3 separate regions of the Mus musculus genome follow, and regions 1 and 2 are each linked to region 3. A link is a contact called in public HiChIP or PLAC-seq data. All regions are on one chromosome and are shown on one strand. Each heading gives the region's core, a stretch centred on a gene start, on an enhancer-like site or on the middle of the called end of the contact. The rest is flanking DNA. Distances are from core to core; before and after follow the strand shown. Region 1 overlaps Zfp704 (zinc finger protein 704). Region 2 overlaps Zfp704 (zinc finger protein 704). Region 3 has its middle 22 kb from the start of Gm41996.

The links. HiChIP or PLAC-seq counts read pairs in DNA pulled down with a chosen protein or histone mark.
Region 1: a FOXA1 HiChIP or PLAC-seq map of pancreatic cancer cells shows a contact between it and region 3. The contact joins two enhancer-like sites. A contact is called at or near these places in 2 of 115 datasets of contacts at active chromatin or transcription factors (memory CD8 T cells and pancreatic cancer cells).
Region 2: a contact with region 3 is called in an HNF4G HiChIP or PLAC-seq map of pancreatic cancer cells. The contact joins two enhancer-like sites. A contact is called at or near these places in 2 of 115 datasets of contacts at active chromatin or transcription factors (memory CD8 T cells and pancreatic cancer cells).

What each region holds. Positions count from the first base shown.
Region 1 is chr3:9,495,413-9,499,651 of GRCm38.p6, forward strand. All of the region lies in intron 2 of Zfp704 (zinc finger protein 704), which reads right to left. Among named protein-coding and RNA genes, the nearest start is that of C030034L19Rik, 95 kb to the left of the region's middle. Within about 2 kb of position 2,214, at least 17 of the 459 cell types and tissues checked have an H3K27ac peak or open chromatin away from gene starts, as enhancers often do. A contact at or near this core is called in pancreatic cancer cells, where this site is marked.
Region 2 is chr3:9,518,522-9,522,221 of GRCm38.p6, forward strand. All of the region lies in intron 2 of Zfp704 (zinc finger protein 704), which reads right to left. Among named protein-coding and RNA genes, the nearest start is that of Zfp704, 90 kb to the right of the region's middle. Within about 2 kb of position 2,055, at least 163 of the 459 cell types and tissues checked have an H3K27ac peak or open chromatin away from gene starts, as enhancers often do. A contact at or near this core is called in pancreatic cancer cells, where this site is marked.
Region 3 is chr3:9,151,220-9,155,149 of GRCm38.p6, forward strand. No RefSeq gene overlaps it. Among named protein-coding and RNA genes, the nearest start is that of Gm41996, 22 kb to the right of the region's middle. Within about 2 kb of position 2,617, at least 158 of the 459 cell types and tissues checked have an H3K27ac peak or open chromatin away from gene starts, as enhancers often do. A contact at or near this core is called in pancreatic cancer cells, where this site is marked.

The DNA.
Region 1 (4,239 bases), core at 964-3,463, 340 kb after region 3:
ATTCCCAGAGTCTGAAATAACAACTCAGGAATCTGTTCACGCTGTGTTTATCAGCCTTAATGTACCAGAGTGGCTTAATTTTAGCTTCCACATGGAAGATGTGTGACGGCAGAACTGTCCCTAAGTGACAACTGGCAAGATCAGTTACTAGCTCTCCATCAGCAGCATCTGCTCATTTGGTTCATCTGCCTTAGTGAAAACTAAGAAAGGCCAATGAATATACTGCTTAAACGTTATCACACAAAGTACTCCGTTTCTGAACTGCAAGGACACTCTGGACTCCTAAAATCGTGCCGGTATTTAAAGCCTTTCTGACACATTAGCTAATGGAGAAGGTTCTTAGCAGGGAAGCCTGTGCCGGAACTGTTTAGAGTTCAATGACATCTATGTACCATTCTGCAGTTGTTGCGAGAACTCGCTCAGCTCTGCAAGGCTGCTTTATGACACAGGAGGAATACACACACACACACACGTGCAAGTCTCACAAGATTTCTCTACACATTTATGTCTAGTGTGAAAGATTTCTCCTAGGCACCAAGGGCACAGTGAACAGGGTCCCACTTGTGAGAGTTCTCCTGAGCAGGGTGAAGGGAACAGAATGTTCACACTGCACAAGGCTGGAGTAAGGTTTAGGCTTCCCACTTGTGCTATAACTCAACTTTATCAACTATAACTGAAAACAGGGATGCCCACTTCTTTGGCCATCATCGCCTGACAACGTACTCAGTTTCCCTGTGCTCTCCTCTTTCCTCTTTGCTAACCTGAACTGTCTTTTACATTTTCCCTGCTTCCTGTGGTCCTTTTTTCAGTGAGGCCTTCCTACTGCAATAGCTAATGGTTGCCTAGACACCTTTTTGCTTCCTAATGTTTTACCTCTTAACCCTTCAAGCTGTCTCTTCTGAGACAGTGCTAAGACTCCATTTTCATCATTTCTAAGCCAGAAGTCTTCGATGACTCTATATTACCAAAGAAATGAAGTCTAACCCTGAGTGTAGCATACAAAGGTGTTCACAAACTGTTTCCTCTCATTTGCCAGTGGGGTTTTGTGTGTATGTACATTTTCTATGATAGTGTCAAAGCATTGGACAAACTCTCAAACTGCTAGCATGGTCCTTCCTGGCCTTTGCTTTCATCTTCCAAAGATCCCTAGTTTGAGGCCCTCAGTCACTCAAACCCTAAGGGGACCTTCCATTACCTCATGAAAGTACCATTTGCTCTAATGGAAACAAAACCTCAGCTTGTTTTATTTTGGTCATTCAAGGTTATCTCAAATCCCATGTTCCCCACAAGCTACCAGATTGTCCCATCAGAAAGGATGAATGTCTATATTACACCTCCCAACACTTGGAGGTCTGGTGATATCACTAGCGTCTCGCTCTGTGTCCATGACCATCATCAGTTGGAATTTCAGCGTCTGAGGATCATTCTTACCATGCAGCCATTGCCCTTGACAGTTTAAATTGATCTAATCACTGAACCTAGGTATCTGCCACCAGGCAGCAGCTGTTCTGTGTTCAGTTCAGGCCGTGGGGAACACAGCAGTTGTGTTTGTCTGTCCTGCATTTCTGTACCATTATGAGAGAACACACACTCACTTGATCCCAGGCACATGCCACTCATATGACAGAAACCTGAACCCAGCCTCCTATAGACCTGCCAGGTCCAGCCTAGATCAGCTGACCTATAGCTAGCCTGCATGAGAATGAAGGGGACACACAAGTCTTGTTTTAATTCACTAAGTTTGGGGCGTTGAGTCCGAGCACTACTGTGCACACGGCTAACCAGTGGAAGCTCGTGCAGTTTTGTGCTGGAGCTTCCAGGGCTTCCCTTGCACATGACTAGTTTGCTTCGCCAACTGTAAGTTACTGGTGGGTAGAGACACACTGTTTACATCTTTGTCCTGCAGTAACTCAGTACCTTCTTGCATGGCATGAACACAGTATGTATTTTTGCTGGTTGTAATTAGGTAATAATTGACTGAGGTGTAAAATCCCCAGTGGGAGTCATTAGTCAGTGATGGCATGATTATCCACGTCTACTTCCTGTGCTTCCTGCCAGGGCCTCGACGTGGGCTGACAAGCTTCCTGAAAAGCTTCCAGGAAAATCAAAGTAACAATAACCATGGAGTACTGCGCAAATAACTATTAGTCACTAGGCTGATAATGGCAGGCTATGCTTTTCAAATGTGACACAGGTCAATTAACCAAAAGGAGCTAGGACAAAAGTGTTTTCTTCTGGTGAACAGCAGGGTTGGGGCTTGTCACGCAGGGTCGGGGGATTCCTGTTCCCACCTATCTTTCTAAAGAGTATTTTCTGCGTTGCTACCGCGGATCTCAGCTACTTAGTTGTTGTTTAACAGGGTTTGTCAATGGGTTCTTAGGAGACGAGTTGGGAGTTGTGGCTGGCAAGTTACTAAGCAATGAGAAAGAAGAGGGTCCACTCCAACCTGCATCTGCTCGCCATCTGTGGTCTGGTCTCACATAACTAACGGTATAACCTCAGGACATCACGTAACTTACCTGAAATGGAAAGACCTGGGGTTGATGGACGCAGAGCTTACGTGATAGTCCATGCAGTTCATATACCGTTTTTACAGGAATGGTGGGAAGAAAGCCAAGGGCTTTAAAGATAACCATTGAGCCAAGTCAGAGTCACTGTTTATGGGAAATTCATACATAACCCTGTCATGTGTGTGTGTGTGTGTGTGTGTGTGTGTGTGTGTGTGTATGTGCACACATATGCACAGGTGTGCTGAGCTCCTGATGCCCCTCCCTCTACCTCCCAAGCCCCGAGATTAGAGATATGTGGCGCCATGCCTGGATGCCTTCTGCAATTTTATTTACAAATTTAGCAACAGCACTTTAAGTGTACAGAACAGCTGGAAGACAAGAACAAGGCGCCAAGGGGCAGAAGGGGCAGGTGCATGGGGAGGGGGCTGTCGTTACAGGAGACACTGTCAGGAGAGGAACCAGAAAGCTCTATCAGAAAGGCTGCCTTCTGAATGACCCTGTGTGCCACACAATGCTATGACGCCATCCTAAACATTCAACAATTAAAGAGGCAGTGTCATTTGCAGAGGGTGTGAATACAGTTTCATAGCACTAACACCTGTCTTTCTGGGAGCTTGCTGTTAATTCTGATCATAGCAGTTGTGGCTACATCTGGAGCCTTACAGAAGTATCCCTTTAAGAATAAAGAAATATATTTCTAAAAATTAAATTAAGTGTTTACACTTAAACAAAGATAACTCTTGGCAATGACATAGTAATCATTTTTTCTAGAAAAAGTTCCAAAATTGTGATTTTTCAATCTGTAAGTGTAAGATAAAAATAAGTTAACAAATATACCAAGAAACAAGTCAATGAATTATCATCTTGTTTATATAAAATCTGTTGATTTAAATAAGATTTTAAACTTATGTTCGTACAAAAAGAACATTAAATACCAGCCGTCTAAAGTATAGATATAAAACTACTGGTTAAAAATGAACATCATTATTGCTTATTCAAGCTTTTTGCTTTAAAACAATCATTCAAATAAGCAATGACAAAAGCAAATTAGCAATTTTATATAAATAAAAGCATATTTTAATCAGTTTGACAATCAGCTCTGAAAAAAACAAAAATTCAAATGATAAAAGTTTAAGCACCGAGGAATATTTTCTGTGATTATTTTGAAAAAAGTCATTAAAAGACAGTTCGAGCAACTGGAAATGTTTGAAGATGGAAGAAAACAGTAGATAATAATTTGACCCCATTTTAGTATCTGTGGAGTTATTGGATGATAGTAGGAACCCATTTCAATGGCTTATCATAAAAGGTGACAGTGTAGATTCATTTCGGTGCTAGAGAATCATCAGAACAGAAAATACTGAGCAGGCAATGGTAGTCCACACCTTCAATCTCGGCACTCGGGGGTGCGGAGGGCAGAGGGCAGAGGCAAAGACAGGAGGATTTCTGTAAGTTTGAGGCCAGCCTGGTATACAAGGGAGCTCTGGGACAGCCAGGGCTAAACAGAGAAACCCTGTCTTGGAAAAGTACAGAAATAAAAATGAAAGCAAAACAAAACAAAAAAACCAAAAACTAGGCACCTATTCCAGTGCAGGGGGGATCATCACAGCCGTGGCTAAGCCTGCTTTTCCTTTGGTAGAACACACTCAAGTATTATGAGAACAATGATATAATGTCTGGAATCTGCTCTTAAAATACTGCACTTAAAAAAGGGAAGCAGATGAAAATC
Region 2 (3,700 bases), core at 805-3,304, 370 kb after region 3:
CAAGGGATTGTAGGGCCAGTACAGGGGTTAAAGGCGTTTACTATCAAACTGAGGGACTGCAGGGCCAGTACAGGGGCTAAAGGCACTCACTAGCAAACTGAGGGACTGTAGGTAGGGCCAGTACAGGGGCTAAAGGCGCTTACTATCAAACATCTAATGGCTTGAACTTGATCCCCAATATGCTCATTCTCCAAGAAACCACTCCCCCAAATTGTCCTGTGAGCTACACGCGTGCACGCACACACACACACACACACACACACACCAATAAAAATATTTACAAACTGAATTTAAAACATTAAAAGGATACAGGATGACTTGTCAATATAAGTATATCCATAGATCCAAAGAACAAATAAAATAAATCACACAATCATTATGGAGAAAGGGCCTTTAATGTATTTCTATTGTTTTCGAAGTATGTCTTGAAGATAGTAGTAGTATACATGAAGACCCCTGACACTGATGCTCAAATATGCTGCTTCATGCAGCATGTGAAAGAAGGTTCTCGAAAAGAAGCTGCATCTCCACGAAACATGCTGCAAAGAGAGTTAACTGGATGAAAATGGCCCCAAAGACTCACAGGGCGTGGTCCTGTTAGGAGGTGTGCTCTCTCTGGAGTAGGTGTGGCCTTGTTAGAGGAAGTATGACACCAGGGTGGGCTTTCTTGCTGCCTGCTGATCCAGGTGTATCTTCGGCTATCTATTTCTCCAACACCATGTGTGCCTTGGCGCCACCGTGCTTACCCCTGTGATGATAATGGGCTAACTCTGAACTGTGAGCCAGACCCAAGTAAATGGTTTCCTTTATAAGAGTTGCTGTGGTCATGGTGTCTCTTCACAGCACTAGAAACCCCAACTAAGACACCAACCAAAAGGCTAACAGTGTCATTACGTAAGGTGGGAGGCCTCCAGCAGAAGTACCTCCACTCTGCTTCAACCTGCCCACCTAATGTCCCCAGCAATGTCTGTGAAAGGTGTCTTGATTTATGGCTTTGTTCTGTTAGTACAAAGGCTTTGTTAAACTGCTTCCGTGTGAGAACAAGTAATTTGAGGTAACCTAAATGTGTCCTCGGGCCACGCTCATTCATATTTGTCTACAGAATAAGCTTTCTCCCTTTGAGGTCAGAACTGTAAGTTTTTGCTCAACCATCACACGTCACTGTTTGTTTCTGGACTGCAATGCAGCTTTGTTCCTAAGTTATAGTCTCTTGTTATGAAGCCTGGAGGTTTAGAACCAACTCCATGCTGAGTTTAACTGCTCCTCAGTAATACATCCAGCACAGATGATTTCATTATGGAATGTGGCCTGGCTACTTTGCAGTATTTTCTGAGGCATAGGAAGCTTTTATCATAAAAATCAAAACAACATTAATCTGCAAACGTGTCACTTTACTTTCACTGCCAAGGAAAAAAGATAAAAAGAAGAAACAAACTGAGATAAGGCAAACCTATACCAAAAACCTCGACCAAAACAACAATCAAAGCAGCTCCCTCCGTCCCTCCCCTCGGGGCAGTCGGGTTTAGGAGCTGAGGTTTCAGAGTCTACTTTACTTAATTGCTAAAGGCAAGAGCACAGCAGGGGGTTTGAACCTCCTTCTTTGTGGCTCCCGGCTCTGCTTCTGGCGAAAGCAATCTTTAAATTCAGTGCTCTCAAACAGGCCCCACAGGCCCCACCGGCCCCTTGCTGTTCAACTTGGAGAAGATTTAAACTGGTAAAGAGCAGGCCGCTGTCTGCAGGACAGGTGAGACGGGCTCAGATTTCACAGCTGGCTGGGAGGCGAGCTAACACAAAGCATCGCAGGGGTGTTTTCACACCTTTATAAACAGTCTGTGTTTAAACACCACCCGTACAGTGCTTCTTTCCCAGTCCCTCAAAGCTGGCCACTGCTGTGTGTTTAATTACACTCCTAAATCTGAAAAAATCAAAACAGCCAGCAAGGTTGATCTGCATTCTTTGGCTGGAGCCGCCGCGTGTGCAAAGCCAACCTGCCCGGGCTCCTGTTTCTACTTTCCTCAGTGCAGCCTGCAGCCCAGCCAAACCTCCTCCTGGAGGGCGGCGAGCACAGAGCACAGAGCACACCAACTGCCGGCGCGAGGAAGCAGTCTTCCCCACCACACACTGTATTGAGAGCCATCTCTTGGCAATGCAAACATGTTTCTGGGCTTAGTGCCACTCAGACAACACACACACACACACACACACACACACACTGACAGAGAAACCGGTTTGGTCTTGTTCCAGGGCTCAGTCCAAACAACCGAAGTTAAATGTAGCTTTCATTGTTGATGCCTTTCTGTGTCAAATATCAATCTTTCCGCAAAAGCAGCAGGGACGGATGTAGCTATGAAGAAGGTTTTCCCTCCCCCACTCTAAAGAGGAAAATATATTTCACTCTCTAAGGGAGCATTTGCTAAAGAAGGAAGCAATGAAACAGAGGCCACAATGTTTTAGAATTTTAAAAAATAACACCAGCTGTGGCGCACGCCTTTAATCCCAGCACTTGGGAGGCAGAGGCAGGCGAATTTCTGAGTTCGAGGCCAGCCTGGTAAGTTCCAGGACAGCCAGGACTACACAGAGAAACCCTGTCTTGAAAAAACAAACAAACAAAAAAATACAATTCATGCTAGGGCTGTCAACTTTCCCAGGCAGAGTAACCCCAGAGAACAGTTAAGCCCCAAACTTGCTACAGAGCTGATGGGAAAAGCTGTGAAGACCCGCAGAGCCTCTGCACCCCTCCCAGGGCAGGCCCTTGCTCTCCAGCATGATGCAGGTCCACCACAAGGAAGAGAAATGGCATACAAAGGCACAGAGGCATGCAGCCTAGAGCAAACTGCTGCAGGTCTCCCTTGCCGGCTCCAAACACTCCAACACCACACTGTATTATCAGAAACAAACAAATCAAATGTCTCCTGACCACTCCCCACCCAACGTCTGCCCAGGTGAGGCTGCCCATGAAGGTGGGACCAAGCAGGGTGGGTAGTTAGTGATCTGGGCACTTCCTCCACACTAAGGCAGAGTCACTTTAACCAGTGTAAGAAATACGCAAAAGGAAAGAACAAATGGATCTACAGCGCTGCTGTCATGCTTTCCATGATAAGATTGTAACAAAAAATTAACTTGACTACTTATTTTTAAAAATCTTCTTAAACTTGAAAATACTAACTAGTATGTATAAATGTGAAGTGACTTCATCTGACATGAAATATGAACTCTGAGAGCTCCAGGGAAGTCTGTACAATACTTCTTTCCTGCATTGGATTTTGTACATTGACCAATACAAAAGCACTTAATAAAAATATCCTTGGTGCTCCAGACTTAAAACTGCTCACAGGTTCCCTCCCTCATGGCTGCTCTGGTGTAACTGTTCCTGGAATCCATGCACAGAGGCCTTCAGTCCTTGGTTGCTCGGGGTGGCACTACTGGGAGGTGCCGCCCACACAGAGCCCATGGATGAGTGCTAGACCGCTTCACAGACTGCCCCAGACAGAATTATGAGATGCTGACCCTATCTATCTATCTATCTATCTATCTATCTATCTATCTATCTATCTATCTATCTTGCCTTTTCCCTTTCTGCTTCCTGGCTGGTGATCTGAGCTGCTCCACCCCACCCTCCACCCACAGCCCAAAGCATGGAGCCAGCTGACCCTGCACTGACCTTTTTTCTTTACAAATTAACTCGGGTTATTGTGTTAGA
Region 3 (3,930 bases), core at 1,367-3,866:
AATGTGCATAAAATGTTATTATTGTGCCTATTATGTTGCATGCTAACTAAAGAATTAATTTCAAGAAAAGAGAGAGTTGGGCAAGGTGGTGGACAGCTTTAATCCCAGCACCTCGAGGCAGAGGCAGGAGGATCTGTGTGAGGATGAGGCCAGCCTGACCTATACAACAGCCAGGACTATGTAAAGAGACAGTGTTTCAAATAAATATGCAAATTAATAATGATGATGATGATGATAGAGAAAGAGTAGGGGAGATGGAGGGGGAAGGGGAGGAGGAGGGAGAGGGATGAAAGAGAGGGGAAGGGACTGGGAGAGGTAGAAGGAGGGATGGGAAGGGGAGGGGAGAGGAGGAAAGGGGAGGAGGGAATGGGGAGAGGGAGGAACAGGGAGCGGGAGAGGGATGGACTGAGAAGGGGAGATGTAATGGGGAGGGAGAGGGAAGGAGCAGGGACACAGGGAGAACCTACCTGTTTTCCCCAATGGCTTCTTTGCACTCTTGGTGTGAGACAGCACAGCTGGGGTCACTTGTGGTTCCCTTGTTTCCTTTTCTTGCTCCTTCTCACTGTGGGCAGACCTGTAGGTGTCAGGGGCTCTCACTTTCACTTTCCTATGACTAAAAGCAGGCTGCTTTCTCAAGTCCCCTCAGCCCCTGCATCTTCTCTGGTGAAACATCATCTCGAATCTCTTGCTGCTTTATGGTGATATGATTTTATTTTAAAAAGATTTGTTTTAAATTGTGTGTTTGTGTGTGTGTCTGTGTGGGGAGGGGCAGGATATCCCCAAGTCCAGGGACCCCCCGGGGGTCTGGATGCACATGGAGCTGGAGTCGCAGGCTGCTGGGAACTGAACCCTGGTCCTCTGTGAGAGTGCTGCATGCTTTAATCATTGAGCAGACTCTCTCCTGCCCAAGAAAACTCTTTATATATTGTTAACACACGTCCTTCAATAGATGATTGCACTCTAAGTATGTTCTTCAGTTCCTAAATTGCTTTTGGTTTTCTTAGTGTCCTGAAGAGCACACATTTAAAATGCCTTGAGAAAGTCCAAATCAATGGGGTTTTTCTCTCTTATTATTCAAACTCCTAAGAAACTGTGGCTTTCACACACTTATAAAGATATTTATTCTCTTATAAAGCACTGCATATTTGTTTATTTAATTTGTCTCCATTCACTTTCACAAAGTTATAAAGTAGTACAAGGTGCTGGAGAGCATTGGAATAAAACCAACTGACTCATCCGGGATGCTGGCACTCTCCTGCCAGCCCAGCAGTGGGAGGTGAAGCAAGCCCTCTCCCCCCTCTCCCCCCCCTCCTCTCCCTTCCCCTCCTCCTCACTCCCCCTCTCTCATCCCTCCCCACTCTCTCCCTCCCCTCCCCCTCTTTCCCTCTCTCCCTTCCTCATTTTGGTTCTTAGACAAGATCTCATATGTAGCTAAAGCCAGCCTCAAACTTCTCGGTACTGGGATTTTAGGTGTGAGCTACCATGCCCACCTTTGCTGGTGAGTTTCCTATGAGACCATATGATAAACACACTGGTGATAGAAATGCACACACTAGTGATAGAAACACTGGTGATAGAAACACTGGTGATAGAAACACTGGTGATAAACATGCTGGTGAGAGAGACACTGGTGAGAGAGACACTGGTGAGAGAGAGAACAAAGGCGCACACAAAAGGCCCTGATTGACCCATCACAGCAGCTCTCTGCCTGTTCTCAGGCTCATCAGTGAACTAGTGAACATACTGTCCCTGAGCTAGACCTGCGCACACAGAAGACCTTCACCCTCGATGCCATTGTCACGCCTAGCCAGCAGCACATGCGAGCCCTAGTCAGATGCTGGAAGCATCCCTGTGGGTACTCCTTGCTGTTATAGGAGCATTCCTCATATCTCAATAAGCCCCATGCTTTACTGCTGGCGGTATACATTCCTAACAAAAGGTTGGGGGTGTTTATAGTTTGTTGGAGCTATGTGTCAACAGATTCCTTCCAAACTTCTAAGAAGAGCATTACCTCAAATTATTTTTACCACAAAAAGACCATCTTTAAAAAATGGTCTTCTGGTTGCTGCTGTTTCTGTTTCAAACGGTCAAGTGTAGAAGAGTTTGGTGAGTTTGCAGCTCCTGCTTGCCTGGACTCTTCTCATTCTGGGCCATGCCAACCACGGTCTGGTCCCACCGTGGGACTCAGGACAAATGGACTTACCTGGCACTCTCCTTTTTCAGTCAAGAAGGTTTTGAAATTTATAGCTTAGATGCTCTCAGCCTAGATAGCAACATACCTGCATCTCCCATATTATTTGTATGTCATTTTTAATGTTGTTAGTTTTTCAGGCTTAGATTCCTGGGTCAAATATTTAATAAGTGATCTGGGCTCAAAGGCTGGTTTAATAAGACATTTAAATTGGCCACTGAAAAAGGTGGTTCTGGATCCTTGTGAAAATTGCTAAGCTACAAGCTCAAAAGCCTCTTTATGTCTTCTGAGGTGACTTCCCCAAAGAATGTAAACACAGAAGACTGACTTTGAGGTCAGGAGGTTTCAATGATAAAGGGACTTTTGCTGTCTGATCCCTAAGCTGCATTGCTTGGTGCGGCTTCTCTGCTGAGACATCCTGAGAGTATCAGATGACTCACTCAGGCCTGACTGATTTAACCACACACAGCTCACACAGATCGGCTCCTGCTGTATACTCAGTCGGATGCTTGGATGCCTGCCTGCTCCTGAATTACTTTTTTTCTCTCTCTCCATGCTTGCCCAGGGTATGACATTTTTTCCCCCAGAGACAGGACAACCGGTACTTGGCATAAAAGAAGAATTCCACTTTCCGATGACACAGGGACATGGATATCTCTGGGTGTCAACAAGCAAGTCTTTCTATTTCTCCCTCTCCCATTTCAACAGATCTCATAGTTTCTAAGCATGGGCACGGCACGTAAAGGGTCTGTGCCAATCCATGTTGCCCTTGGTGAGGTAAAGCCTACTTCTACTGGCTTGTTCTGGAGTATAGTGGGTTATGCCCTGGAAAAGGCTGTCACTTCTCTGAGCTGAGATCAAACCCAGGGCCTCACAGGCTCTAAGCCAGCGCTCCACCTCTGAGCTCTGCTCACAGTTCAGTTACCTAGTTTAACTCGATTGTCTCCTACTTCCTGTAATCTGCTCTCTGCTGCAGAAGAGGTGGAAAGAAGAAAAGTGAAACAGAAAGTAAGAGGTGGTGGTGTGGAAAGGGATGCGGGAGGCAGTACTGAAGGCCAGGTACAGTACAGGAGGGTGAAAGGGTCCCGAGCTCCGGCCTTCATGCCCACCCCAAACCCCTCCCAACCATTTTAAGCACAGTGCACAGGCCTGCGCTTATCGATATACAGCCTGAAGCTGTTGTTCTCCATCGGAACTGTTTAAATGTCATCTAGAAGGTTCTGAAGCTGCCTAGTGTAGTACCACGCCCTAACTTTAGTCAGGATGGCTTAATGGGTGAAATGCAGATGGGGCAGCATCTTTACAAACACTTCACCAGGGTCAAGTCCTAGGGGAGCTTCAGGGGTCCTTAAAAGTGGGGACCCCCACTTTGCATCTTCTCCTTGGGAGGCTGGGAAAGTCCTAAAGGCTGTTCAGCAAAGACGAAATCCCCACTTCTGTTTTGTGAAAAGGAAAGAGGAGCTGGGGGTGGTCGCCCTGGGAAGCCCCTAGCTCACAGAATTCTCCTAACCTCTCCACAGTTGCTGCCACTGGGGGCCTCCCAATGGGTGGGAACACTGCTTCTCCTGGCTCCTCAAAGCCTTTCAGGACCTTTGGAGATTTTACAATGGACCTTTTCTCAAGCGAGATTTCAGAGAAGCTGTCCCGTGATTTTCTGATTTGGCATGGATTGAGACCTGTCTGTCCAGCAGTGCGAGGCTTCTGTGGGGTTTGTAGTGCATTTCTTCAGCATAATCATA